Regions from separate parts of the Mus musculus genome. Here region 2 is linked to region 1. Evidence: chromatin contacts called from public promoter capture Hi-C data. All regions are on one chromosome and are shown on one strand. Each heading gives the region's core, a stretch centred on a gene start, on an enhancer-like site or on the middle of the called end of the contact. The rest is flanking DNA. Distances are from core to core; before and after follow the strand shown. Region 1 holds the start of Cited4 (Cbp/p300-interacting transactivator, with Glu/Asp-rich carboxy-terminal domain, 4). Region 2 holds the start of Rlf (rearranged L-myc fusion sequence).

Region 1 (4,173 bases), core at 405-2,904:
AAAACATAGTCTTATGATTCCAAACCACCCACAGTCTAAGCACTAGGAAGGCTGAACGACAATAATATCAGCTTCAAGACCAGCCTGGGTTACACAGCAAGGCTCTGCCTAAAACAAACAAACAAACAAACAAACAAACATCTCAGTGTTAACCTTCTGAGTCAGAAGGTTAGGGTTCCCCCTAACAGTCAGGTTTAAGAATTTCTGTGTGGAGCCCTATCTGGAGAAAAAGAGATAGCCCAAGGCTTTCATTATACTAGACTAGGACCACCAACTTCCTTTCACAGCAGAAAGCAGAGGCCCTATGGAATCAAGTGATGCCCCCCCAGCCCCCACCCAACGCCCCTGCAGGTGGCAGAGCTATGATTAGAACTTGGGCCTCTGAACTCGGCTGCTAAACTTCTCCCCTCTACACCAGCTAGATAAACCAAAGTTCCAGGAAGGCCAGAGGCTGCTGCAGGGGGGAGGGGAGCCTGAGGAGGGGAAAGCCAACATGTGTAAGTCAGGCTCCAGGAAACCGTCCCCGGCATGCCTGTGGCTCAAAGAGCTTGTTGCATATAGGAATGACTATTTGCATACAGCCTCTGCACAGCCTCATTTTCCTTTGGTGCCTTAGTCTTCTTATCTGCAAAATAGGGCTAAAAATTCATACCCTACCCCAGAAAGGCACTTGTAGAATGTAGAGCACTCTAAAGCTCCAAGTTAGGATTATTGTGATTCAAAGAAGCTTTGGAAATCCCCCATTGGGTGATCATTAGAGCCAGCCTTATAGCCAACCTTTCACTAGATTAAAGAACATTTAATACATATGTATGTGCCAGGCACTATGGAGGGCTCTATACACACACACACACACACACACACACACACACACACACACACAGAGCCTCAGCTAACTTTCACCATAGGCGCTTGTGGTCTCTGCTACTCTGGCCAGCATCCTACGGAGGAGAAAGCCGCAGTTTGGTGAATGAGCTGCAATTCACGCCATCATTTGCTCATTCATTCCACTTTTACAGAAAGCCAGCTCTGAACCAGGCTGCGGGCCAAATGCTGAGGGTAAGAAGATGAACAAGTCCTTCAGGAGACATGCCCATAAATTACTTTAATAACAACTCAGGACAAGCTTCAACAGACAGCACAGTGTGAACCAGAGAGAAGGAGCAATTGGCTCCCTGGGGATTGTAGGAACAGAGAGCTGACCTCTTCAAAGGACATTGCACTTCGCTGAAGTGCAATACAAAGTTCCGGGTTTGAATCTTAAAGGCTTTATTTACTGTGTGTTTCCAGGAAATCTCTCCTGCCTCTGAGGCTCAGTCCGAAAAAATAGTAAATTGAGTGACGCCAAGATCCTGAAACTACAGGAACTGGCCCTCTCACCTCATCTGGCAAATTCAAGCTACTCCCATACCCCCTCTTAACCAGTACCTCGAAGGCCTGACCAAGCCCCAGAAAAATGTCAACCACCCAGCCCTACCAAAGTGCCTGCATCCTGGGACGCCCTTGCAGGCCCAAAGGGCGGAGCTCTGGTAGGGGGCGGGACCAATACCTTCTTGGACAGGTTCACGACCCGCCCAGAAGGGATTCATCCAGCCAATGACAGAGAGTGGGCGTGGCGTTCCCGCCTCTTGGTATAAAAAATCTCCGGACTTCAAGGCACTGCGCGAAAGCCTGGGAACCCTTGGGCTGTCTGTTTCTTTTGCGGCCTGCAACTACTGCTGTGGGCAGCGCAGAAGAGAGGAGATCCGGGAGACCCGGGTGAGACAGTGAACGAATCCGATTTATTCTTCCTCTGCCTGGTTGAGTTGCAGGGACTGCACAGTGCCCGGGTCTCCCGCCCAAGAGGAGCCGCTGGCCGAGACCCGGGGCGTGCCCTGACTGTCCGCCAGCTGCTATGGCCGACCACCTGATGCTCGCCGAGGGCTACTGCCTGCTACAGGTGCCGCCGCACACCCACGGCCCGCACGCTCCCCGGACTCTGCAGCCATACGCAGGCCCGGGCATGGACAGCGGTCTGCGGCCGCGGGGGGCTCCGCTGGGACCGCCGCCGCCACCCGGGACCCTGGCATACGGCTCCTTCGGGTCGCCGGTCTCTTTCCAGCCCTTCCCCGTCTCGCAGTCGCCGGGCGCCGGTAGCACGCACCTGCAGTCTGCAGCCACACCGTCCCCGGGCCGCATCCCGGCGCCCCCGGCAGCCGCTGGAGGGCCCTCACCTCTGCAGCCGGCGCCCGGAGCCGCAGCCTCGTTGCCGCCGCCGCCGCCGCCACCCGCCCTGGGCTGCATGGACACCGAGCTCATCGACGAAGAGGCGCTGACGTCGCTGGAACTCGAGCTCGGGTTGCACCGCGTACGCGAGCTGCCGGAGCTCTTCCTCGGCCAGAGCGAGTTCGATTGCTTCTCAGACCTGGGGTCAGCGCCGGCCGCCGGCTCGGTGAGCTGTTGAGAGCCACCACCCAGAGACACGGGACCTTGCGCCCGGTGGCCCGGCTCCCACACACCCTCCGTGAGGGTGGAGGCGCCTGGTTTTCGTGCCGAGACGGCTCCAGCCGAGAACACCTGCCTTGCCTCCAGGCTCTGCCTCCTGCCAGATGACAGTTGGGTCTCGCTTCTCATACCCAAGCCTCAGCGGTCTAATGGAGGGAACTGAACCAGCCTTCGGATTCCACGTTCTTGGATTCTGTGCCCTCTTTCCGCCGCCTTGCCCCAATCTGAGCCATTACAGGCCTCTGCCTGACCTTCCTTCTCGAGCAGCCTACTAACCGGATTGGGTCTAGGGAGCCATCTCTCCGTACCCCCTACCTTCCCTGGGCCCCTGGCCCGGGGGAGGGAAGGATTTTACACCTAACCCCTGCAGAGTGGAGCCATGCTCCCGCTGGCCTCTAAAACCAAAATAAAACTGGGTTGCTTTACAATTTTGAGTTTCCATTTCCTTTTCATCCCCACCCTCAAGTACCTGTAACTTGCAAAAAGTCTGAGGCTGTTAGAGTCCCAAAGTGAAACTGAGGCTCGCAACCTCAACAGCCCAAAGGACAAGAGACCTGATAGTTTCTTTTGAAAATGTCTTGAGAGTTGTGCAATTGTCATGACATAACCTGAGGGGTCCAGGCTGCTGCCTGGCCAGTTAACAGCTTAATCCGTTTGATTTCCTAGCCACTAGGACTCCAGGAACTGGGGGGGGGGGGTCCCCTGAAGATCCAGGCAGCCCTAGCTTTGAACAGAGACTATCTCACTTGCCCACGACACTGCCCTTTTGGTTTCTTTGGAAGGATATGGTTGTGATACTTTTATAGCGGTGTGTGTGTGTGTGTGTGTGTGTGTGTGTGTGTTGATAGAGACTGAACCATACATACTTCACACATACTTCATACTTCATCCATGTAATGACTATAGCACACTGTCAGACTCTTAGTCACCTCCGGAAACTATAGAGATGTTTGTTCTGAGCGTTGGTGCATAAGGAATCATAGGGACAGACCTGGAAACAGACTGTTCTTGGAACATGGAAGGGACTTGTCCAGAAAACAGGTGGAATAGGTTCAGCTAGTTGGGGTGGAGGTCATTTCAGCTTCAGGGAGGTACATTTGATGGGATCAACAATATGGAATGACAACTGTCTTGAGGAACAGGACAGGCCTTGACTAAAGGGAGGGCCGTATACCAGTTCGTGGACTCTGGGAAAGGACAAGGAGCATCTGGAACAGACTGGGAAGATCTAATGGTTTCATGGCAACTTTATGTGACCAGCTCAGTCCTCATTCCACAGACAAGGGGTGTGGCGCCAGCCCAAGCCTGGCAAGATTTGACCTTCAAGTCCAGATCTCTAGTGCACCCTCTGCTGTCAACTCTGGAAAGATCCCCTACTGTGTGGGAGAAAGGCTGGAAGACAGGCTGAAGGCCAGGAGAAAGAGACCTAGTCAGACAGGCTTCCATAATGCCAGGGACAGGCAGCGGTGCATTCTCTAGGAGACAGTAAATTCCAGAGACTAGAGAGCAAGGTCATTGCACTGAGCCCTTTGTCTCCACATCATTGGCCTTTGCTCTAGTGACCAGTGCTCCTGCATGTGACCCCAGCAGCTGTGAGTTATCCCAGGGTATACTGTGAGGGCACCAGCTCTAACACCTGCAACATGGGCGAGAGTGGGTGATAGGAAGTGTTCTGTAGATGAATGAAGC
Region 2 (4,450 bases), core at 1,754-4,253, 550 kb after region 1:
TTCATTAGGCTTTTAAGACACTTTAGATACTTAAAAGTATAATTTTCTTCCTTCCTTTCTCCTTTCCTCTTTCTCCCCCCCCCCCCCCCCCCGAGATAGGGTTTCTCTGTATAGCCCTGGCTGTCCTGGAACTCAACTTTGTAGGCCAGGCTGGCCTCGAACTCAGAAATCCGCCTGCCTCTGCCTCCTGAGTGCTGGGATTAAAGGTGTGCGACACCACGCCCGACTCCTCCTTTTTTTTTTTTTTTTTTTAAAGAGAGGGTCTCACTATGTATTTCTAGCTGTCCTGAACGCACACTAGGTAGACCAGGATGTTCTGGAACTCACAGAGATTCCCCTGTCTGCCTCCTGAGATTAAAGGCTGGCTTGAGATAGACATATTTCTTATATGATAACAGCATATAAGAAATGTTATAACAGTAGGTACAATTTAAGTTTTTATAACATTTCTTCTCTTTTCTTTGAGATAAGGTCTTACTGTATAGACCTGGATGGCTTGGAACTTACCACATAGACCAAGCTGGCCTTAAACTCAGAGGCCCACTTGCCCCACCTCTGTCTCAAGAATGCTGAGATTAAAGTATGTCCCACCACACTCAGGCTAGGATGATATTTCTGAATACCTGTTGAGAACAATCTGTAACAGTGACCACTGGAGGAGCACAGTCAGCCCTTTTCTTTAATGCACTACCAGCCACCAATCTTTATGTATTATGTGCTCCCAGCTTTTCATCTTCTGATTCAGTCATACAATAAAAGATTTTGTATTCTGCCTTTCCAATGTGGAACCAATGTCAGGCACCGGTGACACATATCTAATCTCAGTTCTCTAGAGCAGAGGCAGGCGGAGGTTTAAGGTGAGCTTGGTCTAAAGAGTTAGTTCCTGGGCATCCAAGGATACACAGAGGGGGGAAAGAGGGAACCAAGAAAACTATTCAACTAGTCTAATTAATGGTCCAATTTTCCCACACTACTTCTGTACAGTATATTCTGACAATCCGATCTGACTGGCTACAGTCACCCTTTAATGTTTTGCTGGCAGATAATGTAAACTTCAAAGCTCTGTTCAAAATCCACAGTTGTTTTCCTACTTCCACTCTCCCTGCAATTACTTCCCTCCTGTCCCACAGCATTCTGTGTTCCCTCTCATCTCTACCTCTGTCACTCTTGCTCCAGGCCCTCCTAGGATTCAATTATATCCTGTAAGTCTGAGGCTCTACCCTACCCAAAGTGGCTTCTCCCAGTTCTCAACACACATTACATCCATTTTTTTTCTGTCATTCTCACTAGGCTGTCCCATGAAGTCTCCTTACACCCTCTGCGTGACATTTTTTTCTCATCACTACCAAAACTGCACTAATTAATTCTGTCATTTCTTTTTGGGGGGTGGTATGAAATGTCTATTTGAGAGAGGAATATCACACTGTAAGCCTAGCCTGGGAGTCCATTATAATGCCCAAGACGCCCTTCAACTTCCATAAGTCTTCCTGGCACCATTCTAAGGGTTGGAAAAAATCTGTGGAATACATGCCTGCCCTAAATAAGAGTGATCATTATTAGTAGACAATAATGAGAATGCTGACGATTGTGCACACAAGAACTGACATGATCTAATGTATAGAAAATATTAGCAGAGAAAAATTCCAAATAGACGAAGTTCTGGGTCAAAGAGTGGGATACAAATGAACTCAACAGAGACAACTAATTCTGCCCAGGACCAACAAAGCAGATTGCTCACTACTCCAACTACAACTTTCTAACTCCACAATCTTTTCAGCACTCAATTGCTCATTAAGAGTCCACGTACCAACATACCTCGATTATTTTCTATTCTCTAAGGTACTCCAAATGAGGAGCAAAGGGATGGCAGAAACCTGATAGTCTAAGTACCAGATGCAGAAACAATGACGGCAAGCATTTACACTTGGAAGACACTCGAAAACATAGAAAAAAAACTGCAACGTGGTCACGGAGACCAAACTTAAAATCACATCTGTCAGCATGTAGCCCCACAGATTGGGACCCGCACAGAAACGATCAATCACCCGACTGCCAAAGAGGCCATTCTCTATATCTCTCTCCCGACCTCTTCCACTCAGACTAATCTCCATTACAGAGCTACCAGGCTCCATTCCTAGTAGTACAACCAGCAGATGAATACAAAACAGGTCAAAGAATGGCATAAACATATCTTTTCACACCCGCCCACAGTGGCAAAAACAAACAAACAAACAAACACCCCACAAAAACCAATCAACCGGCTCAGTATTCCCTAATCAGAAAGCTCCAGACGCCATCCAAGACCAACCGTCGTATCTTAGGGAAGCCAAAAGATGTGACTTTAAAGATAAGTCTCTGGTCAGAGCCCACCTCTCCTGATTGTTCAGAAAAACAAGGTTTTTCAGTTTGGAGATCAGCACACCACTCAAAAAAAAAAGCATCTCCCTGCAGGAACTGGCAATCGATCCCTCAGGGGGGCAGTGGCGCTCCAACCACCCGGCCAGGACCCAGGCAACAGCGACAGGGCACAGCCCTTGCAGGGAGCTCTCTGGGCTCAGGACCGCCCAGCGCAATCCGCCCGGGCAGTGACTGAAGTCGGGTTACGGCAGAGCTGGGCCTGCCCGGCCCGGGGGCGCGGCGAGATACGGGGGTGGCGTTTTTCCCCGCGAAGCCCCCGGCTGTTGAGGCGGATCCCGAGTCTCTTCTCCCGGCCTCCCCGCCCCTCCACCCTCGGCCATCTAGTCCACCCCTCACCTGGCAGAAGCTCCGGCAGTAGCTCAAAGATGAGACCTCGGACACCTCCTGCTCCCTCAGCTCGGTCTCCAGCTGCCAGAGACACGGTCGTAGGCCCGGCGCTCCCGACGCCGGAGATGCAGGGCGATGACCCCGAGCCATGGACTCAGTCTCGACTTCGGCTCCCGCCACCGCCGGAGCCTCAGCCCCAGCCCCGGCCCCGGCGGCGGCCGTGGCGTCTCCCTTTCCGTCCGCCATCTTCCCACGGCCCAGCAGCGCGTAGGCAACCAAACCACGTGACTCCGCCTGGCCCCGCCCCCAATCGCCCGTGTTAGTGACGCACCCCCCTGGCGACGCTGGCGCCAACTTTATCCGTCACTAGGACGCCGAATGTTGGTCCTCTCAGAAGTCTCCACCGCAACCGCCCTAGCAACAGCCTAGCAACGGCGAGATTCTAGCGGCCCTGGGTTCTACAGGCCCTTCAGAGTCGAGGAGCGCAAAGGGCCTAGAGACAATGGAGATATGAGAGAGATGTCTGCGGAGCAGCGAACCGAAGAGCAAGGGAAAGGCAGCCCAGAAAGAAGCTCGGAGAAAAGCATCCCCGGTTGGAGGAAAATAAAGATTGTTAGGCCGACCTGAAAACAAACTGAAGGGAATTTGGTTTAAAATGGGAATGGCATTACTAGTCGCTGGAAAAAGGATTGGTCAAAATATATGGCGTTGAGACGATTCTACTAAAAAGGGGGGGGGGGGGACTTTTAAAAAGTTGTTTTCAAGACAAGGATTCCCTGTGTAGGACTAGCTGTCCTGTAACTCACATTGCAGATCAGGCTGGCCTCAAACTTAAAAGTTCACCTGCCTCTGCCTCCCAAGTGCTGCGACTGGAGGTGTGCAGAGACAGGCTGGATCTCTGTGGGTTAGAAGCCAGACTGGTATATAGAGCGAGTTCCAGGACAGCCAAGGCAAAGCCACTGTAATCCAGCACTTGAGAGACTGAGACAGGAGGATCATGAGTTCCAGGTATTAGTGGGAGGGGACAAGAAAGAAATGCAAAGAAGAACAGAGAAGAAAAGGGAGAATGGCAAAATGGTGTGGCTGGAGCCCAGTAGATGAAGTGGTGAAAACAAGAAAAAAATATGTATATATGTGTGTGTGTATATGTATATGTGTGTGTGTGTGTGTGTATATACACATACATTATATATATATATATATATGTATATATATATATATACATATATATATATATATATATATAAAATCCAGAACATAAGATGTTTGGTCTAGTATACAAATGAGGGATACCCTCACTTCAACTGGAGGAACTCTATAAACAATGGGTCTAGATGAAGGTAAATGTATAATTTGATAATGGGAGATTTGAGAGTTATGACCTAAATGTTGCTTTCCCCTCCATGAAATATGAGCCATTGTGCTGATTGGTCAGTTGTTTGTGACTTTAATACAAAACCAGAGTCACTTGGGAGGAGGGAACCTCAACTGAGAGGTGCCTCCATCCCACTGATCCCTGTAGGCATGTCCATGACATGTTTTGTTTGTTGACTGACGTGGGATGGCCCAGCCCACTGTGGGTGGTATTACCCCTGGGCAGATGGTACTGGGAGGGATAAGCAAGGGACAGCATCTGAGCATAGAAGCAAATCAGTGAGAAGCGTTTTCCCCACAGTTCCTGCCTCTGCTCCTGCTTGAGTTACTG

What was found. Promoter capture Hi-C pulls out the DNA fragments that hold promoters and counts their contacts.
Region 2: a promoter capture Hi-C map of pre-B cells shows a contact between it and region 1, with 2.9 times the contacts expected there. The contact joins the promoter of Rlf here to the promoter of Cited4 in region 1. A contact is called at or near these places in 1 of 39 promoter capture datasets (pre-B cells) and 2 of 484 Hi-C or Micro-C datasets (cortical neurons and pro-B cells).

The regions. Positions count from the first base shown.
Region 1 is chr4:120,664,909-120,669,081 of GRCm38.p6, forward strand. Cited4 (Cbp/p300-interacting transactivator, with Glu/Asp-rich carboxy-terminal domain, 4) reads left to right here and starts at 1,655. Exons shown (of 1, transcript NM_019563.2): 1 at 1,655-2,912. The coding sequence starts at 1,895. The coding sequence ends at 2,443.
Region 2 is chr4:121,212,081-121,216,530 of GRCm38.p6, forward strand. It overlaps Rlf (rearranged L-myc fusion sequence), which reads right to left and starts at 3,004. Exons shown (of 8, transcript NM_001346660.1): 1 at 2,755-3,004. The coding sequence starts at 2,991.